Regions from separate parts of the Ovis aries genome. Here region 1 is linked to region 2. Evidence: chromatin contacts called from public Hi-C data. All regions are on one chromosome and are shown on one strand. The core of a region is the stretch at or near the end of the contact, and the rest is flanking DNA. Distances in the headings are between cores, read along the strand shown. Region 1 overlaps ARNT2 (aryl hydrocarbon receptor nuclear translocator 2). Region 2 overlaps ARNT2 (aryl hydrocarbon receptor nuclear translocator 2).

The links. A called contact is a pair of places that touch in the nucleus more often than the background predicts.
Region 1: a Hi-C map of hypothalamus shows a contact between it and region 2, with 2.7 times the contacts expected there. The contact joins two enhancer-like sites. A contact is called at or near these places in 4 of 16 Hi-C or Micro-C datasets (hypothalamus, liver and tail adipose tissue).

The regions. Positions count from the first base shown.
Region 1 is chr18:24,227,050-24,231,777 of ARS-UI_Ramb_v3.0, reverse strand. All of the region lies in intron 12 of ARNT2 (aryl hydrocarbon receptor nuclear translocator 2), which reads right to left. Among named protein-coding and RNA genes, the nearest start is that of ABHD17C, 120 kb to the left of the region's middle. Within about 2 kb of position 2,302, at least 3 of the 54 cell types and tissues checked have an H3K27ac peak or open chromatin away from gene starts, as enhancers often do. A contact at or near this core is called in hypothalamus, where this site is marked.
Region 2 is chr18:24,114,565-24,119,849 of ARS-UI_Ramb_v3.0, reverse strand. All of the region lies in intron 3 of ARNT2 (aryl hydrocarbon receptor nuclear translocator 2), which reads right to left. Among named protein-coding and RNA genes, the nearest start is that of ARNT2, 48 kb to the right of the region's middle. Within about 2 kb of position 3,814, at least 8 of the 54 cell types and tissues checked have an H3K27ac peak or open chromatin away from gene starts, as enhancers often do. A contact at or near this core is called in hypothalamus, where this site is marked.

The DNA of each region.
Region 1 (4,728 bases), core at 1,053-3,552, 110 kb before region 2:
CCTGAACTCCATCCGAAAGGTGTATAGGAACCACCTTTCTACATGTCCCATCCCAAGAGCTGTGAGCCTAAGACACCATCCTGAGCCACCAGGCAGGAGAAAACAACTCTGTGCTTTGGGATTTTTGTGGAATTTTTGTAGCAGTGAGCTCCCCTCCAGGGCAGGAATCCATGGACCACCGCCTTCTTCCTTTCATAAGCTTTCAGACGCTCAACCTTGAACACAGAAGAGGTTTTCCAGGAAATAAGGACCACTACGAACTCGTGGTGCAGCCCTGGTGTCCAGCCCAAGCACAGAATCTTGATGAGTGAGCAGCTGTGCTGCTGTGCTGGGGGGCCTGGTGCGTGGGGTGAACAGGGCAGAAACCCAGCCCTTTCCACTTGCCCAGCTCTGCGCCCTGGGGTGTGTCTGTGATGCATGGAGGAGGGCGAGGGCTTTAGTTAGCACAGAAGCATGACCAGACGTGATCAGAGCCAGAGGTGTTACAACGGGTGTCTGCTCTCTGCTCTGTTGAGCTCTGGGGGCTCTGAGACCACAGACAGTGACTTTCTCTGGGATGTAGAAAGAAAACAAAGTCTCAGGCCTGGCTGGCAAAGATCCAGGATGCCAACCTCACCGTCCCTGTGGTCTGGACATGAGATGCTCAGTCTGGGCCTTTGGTTTCCGCTTCCGCAGCTGAGCATGTGGGGAAGAAGTGCTGACCTGCGGGCTGCCCCATCCTGAGAAGCGGTCCGAGGAGCTTTCTCGGACATTTCATGGCAACGGAATGAAAATAAACCCTGGTGTGCTTGCAAATTCCAGAGAGGGAGAAACACGGTGGCTGGGCTGAAAGCTGCCCGATAGCACACGGGAGGGAACCGGATCCCGTTCCACAGACTGCTGCCCCCGCCCACCACCCATTAGCTGGGGCCCAGAGCTAACGATCAGCAAACAGACACAGCAAGCACGGGCTTCCTGTCAGAGTGGCCGCTCTGCATCAGGAGGTGCAGCATGCTGGCAGATGCTGTCAATTATCTCTGATGCTCCCAGGACAGAGGTTTTTACTCAGCCAGAGTAAGTGAGCAACCAGCCATTAAGGGGGCAGTCGGGGGCAGCCTGCTATCGTACCCCTGGGAGTAACAGGAATCCAGCTCACAGCCATCAGGGTGGCGGGGGCCAGGGGGCGGGCAAGCTCAGCTGACCAGAGCAAGGATAATAATATCCTGTCCCCCACCCCCATGGATCGAGCACCATCTGCATGCCCCCTGTGAAGGGCTCTGGGTGCCTGTGAAAGGGTTCGGAACTGGTATGATCCAGGACAGGGAGCAGCCTGAGTGCGGTTTTAGAGAGATGCTTCCAGGGCCAGATGGAAGGCAGGGAGCACCGGCCAGTGGGGATGATGGATGGTCACCTGGGAGATGGTGAAGCCTTGATGGAGGCAGAGGCAGAGGAGGAGAAAGTGGGCCAGAGAGGACCCCAGACAGAATCTGTGGGCCCCTGCTCTCTGCCAGCTGTCTGCTGCAGGTGGACGAGAGGTGGACCCAAGATAAGATGGGGCTTGGTGATTTGACAAGGTGTTTCGGCTCCTTCCTGACTCTAAACTCTGCACAGACCAGGAACAACACCTTCCCTGTAGGTTTTCTTTGCTTCCTTTTATTCTCTGCTCGCACATCCTGCCAACCAGTGGCCAGGTGGGCTGGGCCCACCAGGAAGCCATCCCGGAAGACATGGGGACCGTGGAGTTTCAGGGACACACATACACACCAGCACAACATGCAGCTGTGGTCATGTAGACACACAGTGACTCTGTAAGGGGTGGTCGCACAGGAGGGTGTGTGCTCAGCCCCAGCAGATGCACAGGAATGCTTTCAATCCCCCATTAAGGAGGGGGGGCGCATAGGAAGGCACAGTGCCTGGGTCGTGCGAACGACTCCTGCTCAGCGGCAGCCTACAGTGTGTCTCCCTGACGGTGTCCATCCCCGACATCGACACGGGCACTTTTCAAAGCTGGGCCTCCAGCATGTAAAATGGGAGCCTGTGTTTTCTGGACTTTCCCTTTTCCTGCCTCGATGTGATAGGAAAACAGGCAAGCAGGGGACAAAGAGGCCTCCCTTTCAGCAGCTTCCAATGCTAACCATTCACACTCTGTTTCCCTGGGATGTTTCTTTTGGATGCTCCGGACAGAATGCAACTGGGTTTGCAATTCCCCCTTTCTCCCACAGGCAGAGAGCATCAAAGAACCTTTCCACAACAAGTCTGCCTATTGCTGGTGAGGACAGTCAGGTACAAACTGGAAGCCGGACTGTTCACACGATGGCTGTCACTGCCCTCTGCTGTCCACAGGCAACATTTGCTACATCCTCACCCAGAGGCCCTTAAATCAGCCTCTGCTGTGAGTCTGTGTGTGTGTGTGTGTGGGGGGGCTCCTCACTCTGTCCAGTCTCAGTGAGCTGTGGGTAGTGATCGTTCTGAGAAGAGATGTAAGGACACCCCCGGGACAGTGTTCTGTTTTGTCCGTGATGCCTGACTTCCAGGAAAATAGGTCAGAGCCTCTGCCTGTGGCTGCTTTTAGGAGGAGGGAGCTTTCCTTTCCTTCCAGGCCCCTCTGTGACACTACCTGCTAGGGATGCGTTCTCAGAGGCCCTGGGTGTAAGTTGTTGCTTCTTTGCCTCCCCTGTGCCCTCCTTGTGGCCTTTTACTCCCTCCTGTGCTTCCTCCCTCCTGCCACTCACTTCTCACGCTCTCCATGTGATGGACACCTGGGGTGGCAGGGACCAGAGCAGAGGCATCCTGAGAGTACTGGACGCCTGGCACAGGTGCTCAGTGACCATCCATTGTGTTGCGTCACAACAAAGCATGCAACTGTGAGTGCTGAAGCTTGCATTCATGTTGGAAGTGAATGAAGCATGGTGAGGACTTCCCCAGTGGTCCAGTGGTTAAGAATCCACCTGCCAATGCAGAGGACACGGTTTCAATCCCTGGACAGGGGTCTGGGAAGATCTCACATGCCTCGGAGCACCTAAGCCTGTGCACCACAACTACTGAAGCTTGAGTTCTGGAGCTCGTGCTCTGCACCAAGAGAAGCCACTGCAATAAGAAGCCTGCACACCACAACTAAAGAAAGCCCGTGCAGAGCAACGAAGATGCAGAGAACCAAACAAACAAAAGAACAGTCGTAAATATAAGACAACCAAAAACCCCCAAAAGGGGAGCTTCAGTCTGTTCTTCTGCCCCAAATCCAGAGGACTCTGCAGATCCCCAGCCTGGGACCCTGCTCTCTACTGCTGAGCGCGGCCTGCGTGTAAGTGGCTTCAGTGACAGGCGGGCTGCTTCCACCACACCCTCCGAGGTTCCCTGGATCAGGCCATGGACACCAGGCATCACACACGCAGAGCGAGGACCAGGAGAGAGCCCAGGTGTGGGGAGGAAGGCAGACAGGTGAACAGAAGAGAGGAGGGGCGGGATCATAGGAGGAGGCAGCCATCACTAAGAGCTGGTTAATACACTGGCACCAAAACGGTGGACGTTCTAGGATGCCGCCCGGGGCCTGGCATGGTGGTAGGCTGGCCCATCTCCATAGCTTTGGGCACAGGTAGCTGGTGGGGCTGGGACAGGTGAGGTGAGCCTGCAGATGAGCTGCAGTTTGAACAGATGCTGAGCAGACCTACTCTCTTGTTCGGTTCAGCCTTATACCCTGGGGCTCCCACTGCCCAAACCCAGCTCCACGTCAATGAGCCCACCTGTTACTTCCTCCTAGAAAGCCCTGCAGGTCTGGCCTGTGTCTCACCTCTACACTCCCCACTGCTGAACAAAGAAGGAGCTTCGAGATTCTACACCCTGCGTATCTCACTCTTCCTCCTGTTTCTCGAGCTTCGTCATTTTCTCCAAGGCCAGGGCAGGACACAGGCCCAGCACTAACAGGCACCACTCTGCTCCTTCTCCTGCCCAAGTCGGGAAGAGTGGGAGAGGCAAAAACTCCTTCACTGGACCGAGTTTACCAAGCAGTGACTAGACAGAGTCAGATATTAAAAAATAATAAAGATATGGGACTTGCCTGGTGGTCCACTGGTTAAGACTCTATGCTTCCACTGTGGTCAAGGGGGTGCAGGTTCAATCCCTGGTCAGGGAAATAAGATCCCACATGGCACAGGCCCAGCGAAAAAAAAAAAAGTTACCTTTTTGCATTAGTGGATCTACAACTTAACTAGATTTACTCCTGCTATTCTTACCACTGAAAGTCTTGACTAGGAGAAGGAGGTGTAAGAAGAATCAGAGCATCAGGTCAGTCAAGGGGTAAGATGTAAAGAGAGAGGAGATGGCTTGACAGGGAAAAATGACCAGTGAGAACGGGTTATTGACGGGGGTCCCTGGTGGCTTCTGGGCGAGCAAGTTAGCGGAGCTGGTACCACACCAGGTTCTCGGGGGTCAAGGAGAGATGAACAGCGAGGGCGTCCAATACAAACACGTGGCAGGACAGGGAGGGAAGCAAGCAGGGTGGCAACAGAGGGGTTTTCTAACATCAGGAGGCATGTCCCCAGGTGGGGGCCTCTGGAGGAAACCTGCAGTGCGACTGGGTGAGTACCGCCCATGGGAGACAGGATGTACCAGGAGCTAGAAGGAAAGCGGAGGGCTCGGTCCTGGAGGGGTGGCCTCGCCCTGGCTGGCCACCAGCAGAGCAGGAGAGGAGGGGACTAGACAGACCCACATGAACAAGGAGGGGTTCACGCAGACGGCCCTGGCTTCCCTGTT
Region 2 (5,285 bases), core at 2,565-5,064:
GTCGGACACGACTGAGGCGACTTAGCCGCAGCAGCAGCAGCAATGAGAACCTACTGCATAGCTCAGGGACCTCTACTCAGTGCTTTGTGGTGACTGAAATGGGAAGGAAACCCAAAAAAGAAGGGGTAGACGTGTAGTGACTCACTCTGCTGTACAGCAGAAACTAACACATCGTGCAGCAACTATATTCCAATCAAAAAAAGGAAAGAAAAAATCACAGTGAAAAAAAAGGGAACGAAGGCTGTCAAGGCAGGGAGAGTGTCTGGAAAGGCTGAGAGTGCTCATTTGGGTGTTTATTCGGCAGTGTCAGAAGGCTCAGCTGAAATTCTCCTTACTCTAAACAGAATCCACATGGCTAAGTCAGGGTGTCCCCCACAAGGTGACTGATGAGATGAGGGTAATCCTTGCTCCCTCCTGGCCATCCTCTCTGCATCAGAAGTACTCTGAACACCCCCCACCTTGAAACAAAATGCCTGGCTCTCTAAGCTAAGACGCACACTGAGAATTCTGTGAAATGACAATCTTGTTCTTTTTTCTGCCAGGAAGGAAATGAAGGATACACCCACATTGCATGTTTCCCCCTTATCAATGGGGTTTTGATGGTCAAAGCTCTAAATAAAACAGGTGATAAATTCAGGGGGAAAGATGAAAATACCATCATAACCCAAAGAGACAGGAAAAGAAAAATGTCCACAAGCATAATACTGCATAAAACCAAGAGGAAAATGTCAAAATGGGTGTGATAAAAAAGGAAAAAATCCTGTGGAAACCTTCCTATTGTGGATAGCCTTACTTTTAGATAATGTTAGCAGTTCACTGGCGAAACCCCGTGAAATATCACGACCCCTTATGGACTAATGCCACTGGGTTCGACCATGTCCAAGGGAACAGTTGAAAGTCATACAGATTAAAGGTGGAACCCTGGGAAGGTCAGAGATGGTCCTCAAAAGGTGAAGGGTGAAGGAAGGGGTGGAAGAGAGGCTAATAAAACCCATCCAGGTCTTTTGATTCCAGGTTTGATTCCAGATGGCCCCATGCACTATTCAGAGCAACAGGTATGAGAACTCCTTCCCAGACCTTCTGAGTCTTCTGAGAAAGGATGCAGAATGAGTGGGAACTCAGCAAAAAATCAGGGTGATAGCACATAGCAATGAAAATGAAAGGTTTGGGAGTGAGCACTTGGGTGTTCCTAAGATATAAACTCCAAATTTAGAGACTTCCCTGGTGGTCCAGTGGTTGAGAATCCGCCTTCCAATGCAGGGGACTGGGATTTGAGCCCTGGTTGGGAAACTAAGATCCCTCATGCCATGGGGGCAACTAAAGCCCAAGTGACTAGAGAAGCCTGAGCACCACAGCGAAGACCCAACACGGCCAAAGATTAAAGAAAAAGTAAGCCCAACATTGAAGAATGTCTCTATTTCATGTGTCCACTCTTCTGTTCTAATGACCACTACACAATACATGTGGCTCAGCAGTGAAGAATCTGCCTGCCGATGCAGGAGCCACAGGAAACCCAGGTTCGATCCCTGGGTCGGGAAGATCCTCTGGAGGAGGAAATGCCAACCCACTCTAGTATACTTGCCTGGGAAATCCTATGGACAGAGAAGCCTGGCAGGCTATAGTGCATGGGGTCATAAAGAATTGGACGCCACTCAGTGACTGAACTGGACACAAACTGCTCAATAAACTGTCCCCTCTGGTCTTTGGTTCCTCATCCCCAGTCTACTCCTTGGCCCCTGGAGACCGGCTTCTGCCCCTCAGGTTGCCCTTGACTTTGTGTGTGGGGAGGGGAGCACGTTGGTCAGCAGAGCCCTGTCCTGCATGTCACAGCCCCCAGGGCAGCATCAACTGCACGTGGGAGGGAAGTCTGAGACAGGCATGATGAAGCGAGTCTCGGGGCATTTCTGGCCCTGGCATCGTGTGTGCACCCTTGCGTGTGCACAGGTGTGTACACGTGCCCAGCAGCTGAGTACCCCTACACAGTTCCTCCAGAACTGGTGAAGCTGAAAGTAAGACATCTGTTGACGAATCAGCAAAGATCAGCTATAAGCCGATAACTGCAGAAAGGAGAAGCAAATATAGTCACCAAGCAAGAGAGAGAAAACATGCAAAATATTAAGTTTGGAAGCAGCTAGCTCTAGGGGAAGAGTAATTTTTTTAAGACTTTGAACATTTTTCAGAAAGTTACTTGGGGTTGCCTGGTGGTTAAGAATCTGCCTGCCAACACAAGGGACACCCGTTCAACCCCTGGTCTGGGGAGATCCCACGTGCCTCGGAGCAGCTAAACCCATGCGCCACAACTACTGAAGCCTGCATGCCTAGAGCCCACAAGCCCTTCTCTCATGGTGGTGGCAACAAAAGAAACCACCACAATGAGAAGCCCACGCATCACAACAGAGTAGTCCCTGCTGGCTGCAACTAGAAAAGCCTGCCCACAGCAGTGAAACCCCAAATAAAATAAATCACAGCCAAATAAAATAAATAAGCTTTTAAAAAACTTTTTGCAATCCCTTTTTAAGCCACCATCAGGATTTTTTGGATCAAGGCAGGGGATATATATGCTTCTCAGGTGGCGATAGTGGTAAAGAACCTACCTGCCAATGCAAGAGACAAGAGACATGGGTTCAGTCCCCGGGTTGCGAAGATCCCTTGGGGGAGGAAATGGCAACCCACTCCAGTACTCTTGCCTGGAGGATCCCATCCCTTAAGGGCTATAGCCGTGGGGTCGAAAAGTCAGACATGACTGAAGAGACTTAGCACACACACACACATATATAAATAAATCCTCTTTTATCTATTTAAAAATGCATATGTGCACATCTGTGTGATCTGCAAGCAGCTTAACATCTGAGACCTGCTGTGAGAACATAGGAAGCAAATCTAATTGGCTACAATGTACCTCCTATGTGAATGTGACCATATTCCCCAAATCCAAAATTGAGACACGACCTCTGATAGCAGGTGGGACATTTGAATTTGGGACCACCCTCAAGAGAAGCTGGGAAAGCTGGCTGCACACACATCTACTACTACTGGTTCACTCAGTCGTGTCCGACTCTTTGTGACCCCGCAGACTGTAGCCTACCAAGCTCCTCTGTCCATGGGATTCTCCAGGCAAGAATACTAGAGTGGGTTACTATGCCCTCCTATAGGGGATCTTCTGGACCCAGGGATCAAACTCATGTCTCCTATGTCTCGTGCACTGCAGGGGGTATCTTTACCATCTGAGCCACCAGGGTAGCTCAGGGTGACACAAACCATGACCCAGCATGCTGCCCGGGTTCTGAGACAGCAAACTCTGCTGGCGAGACGCCTGCCTCTCAGCCCCTCTCTCTTCCGACACCTGGCCTGAGGGCTCCCTCGGCTGACTGTGAACACAGGAGGAGGAAACAGAAGCCGACCCAAGGCATGCCATGCCTGCCGCCTAGGGAGACAGCCTGCAGCAGTCTCTCTGACCTGCCTCTGGATGGTGGCCAGCGCAGCTGGCAAAGCGAAGGCAGGGGTGGACTCAGTGGTCTCCCCAGCTGGGAGCAGCTCAGATGTCCCCAGCAGCCGACGGGTCCATCAACCCTTCTGCTGTCAGACTGAAGCGGCCCCAGGCTCCCACCGGCACCAACATATGTTGTAAGCTCACCTCATCTTTCCCTCTTATTTTTCATGAGTGGGGAGGGGGAAGGATGTGGTTCACAAAAGTCCAGGTTTGAACCCTGACTTATGTACAACCTGACTTAAGCGCAGGCTCACAGCAGAGTCTAGGATTTCTGTTTCTTCCTGGTGGGACCCCGGACAATGAGTGCTCTGTGTCCCTGCACTGTTATTTCAGCACTGACACTGATCTTCCATGTCAAGCCAATGTCACTCCGCATCTCTCCCTTCCTCCTTCTGTTCTGAGACCCAGGAACCGTTGCTTCCTGAGGTCAACACGCTATGGAACGTTATCTCCAGGGGAATACTGATCCAGAGCAATCACAAGGCTTTGTTTCCTCACAAAGGGAGGCTGTGTAAGGCTAGCACAAACCAAGCTGGGGTGACATGTGCCCTTATTTCCCAGGCCAGCTTCCTTTCAGGAACACAGTGCTCCCTGCTATTCATATGTGTCCTACGAAAGAGGTGGGCATCCAAGCTTGGGTTCTGTCTGCACCCAGGGGAAAATAATACATACTCTTGTTGTTGAAACCTGTGTCTTGATTTGATTAGAAGGGTCATCAGACATCAAAGAGGGTTCCACTTCCTCGCTCCTGTCTCACCGGAACTGAGTGGAGGATGGAACTCAGTTTTCAGGGAGGAAAGTGAATCAAGGTCGAGACTTTCATGGACCTGAAGAGTCCAGGGAAGCCCAGGAATAGGAACTAGGTGCCTGTTCCTCTTGGGTTTGGGGAAAGGATGCTCAATTCACACCTATAATACAGGTAAAAGGAACCCAACCAAAAGTGACTTCCATGAGAAGGAGCAAACGGGGAGGCCATGGGTACAAGGTTCAATACAGACATCATTCTTCTAAACAATTTTTTTAAGGTTGTTTTTTTTTTTAATGTGGGCCATTTTTAAAGGCTTTATTGAATTTGTTACAATAATGCTAATCCTGCTTCTGTTTTATGTTTTGGTTTTTTGACCATGAGGCATGCGGGATCTTAGCTCCCTGAACAGGGATCGAACCCACACCCCTGCATTGGAAGGTGAAGTTTTAGCCTCTGGACCACCAGGGAAGTCCTCAAAAACTTTTATAAAATAACTGAGGCTGTCAGTTCAAACTGTGGGCTGTGCATACCAGAGAAAGGTACCCATCACCCGGGGTAGGTTTGCAATTTCATTAGCAACCAAGAATTAGGAATTCTTGGGCAGTGGTGGGGGTCGGGGGGTGGTGGGGAGAGGAATGTCAAGGCAGGTTCTTTCATAAGTAAACAGAAGTAGATGGGAAGTTTGCTAAGATTGATGGAATGATCTTTGCTCTTTTTCTCAACATTGCCAAACTTTCTCCCGTAACTTAAAACAAGATAATAATAATAATAATAAAGAGCCTCGGGACAGGGCACGCCTCACCCTTCATGTAAGTGATGCACCTACCATCACGGCACCCACGGGCTAGCATCCTTCTGGAAGGCAGTCTGCACTCCAGACAGCCCTGCAGAGCCTAGATGGAGATGCTGTCACGTGGCCAGCGAGTGACGTAGCTCCTAGGAACTTAAGGTCCAGTTTTCTGCATCTAGAACAGGGCCACCCAGGTTTCTCATATTTCTCTTTATTTCCCATGGTAGAAAAAGAGGCTTTATCTTGATTGTTTTTCT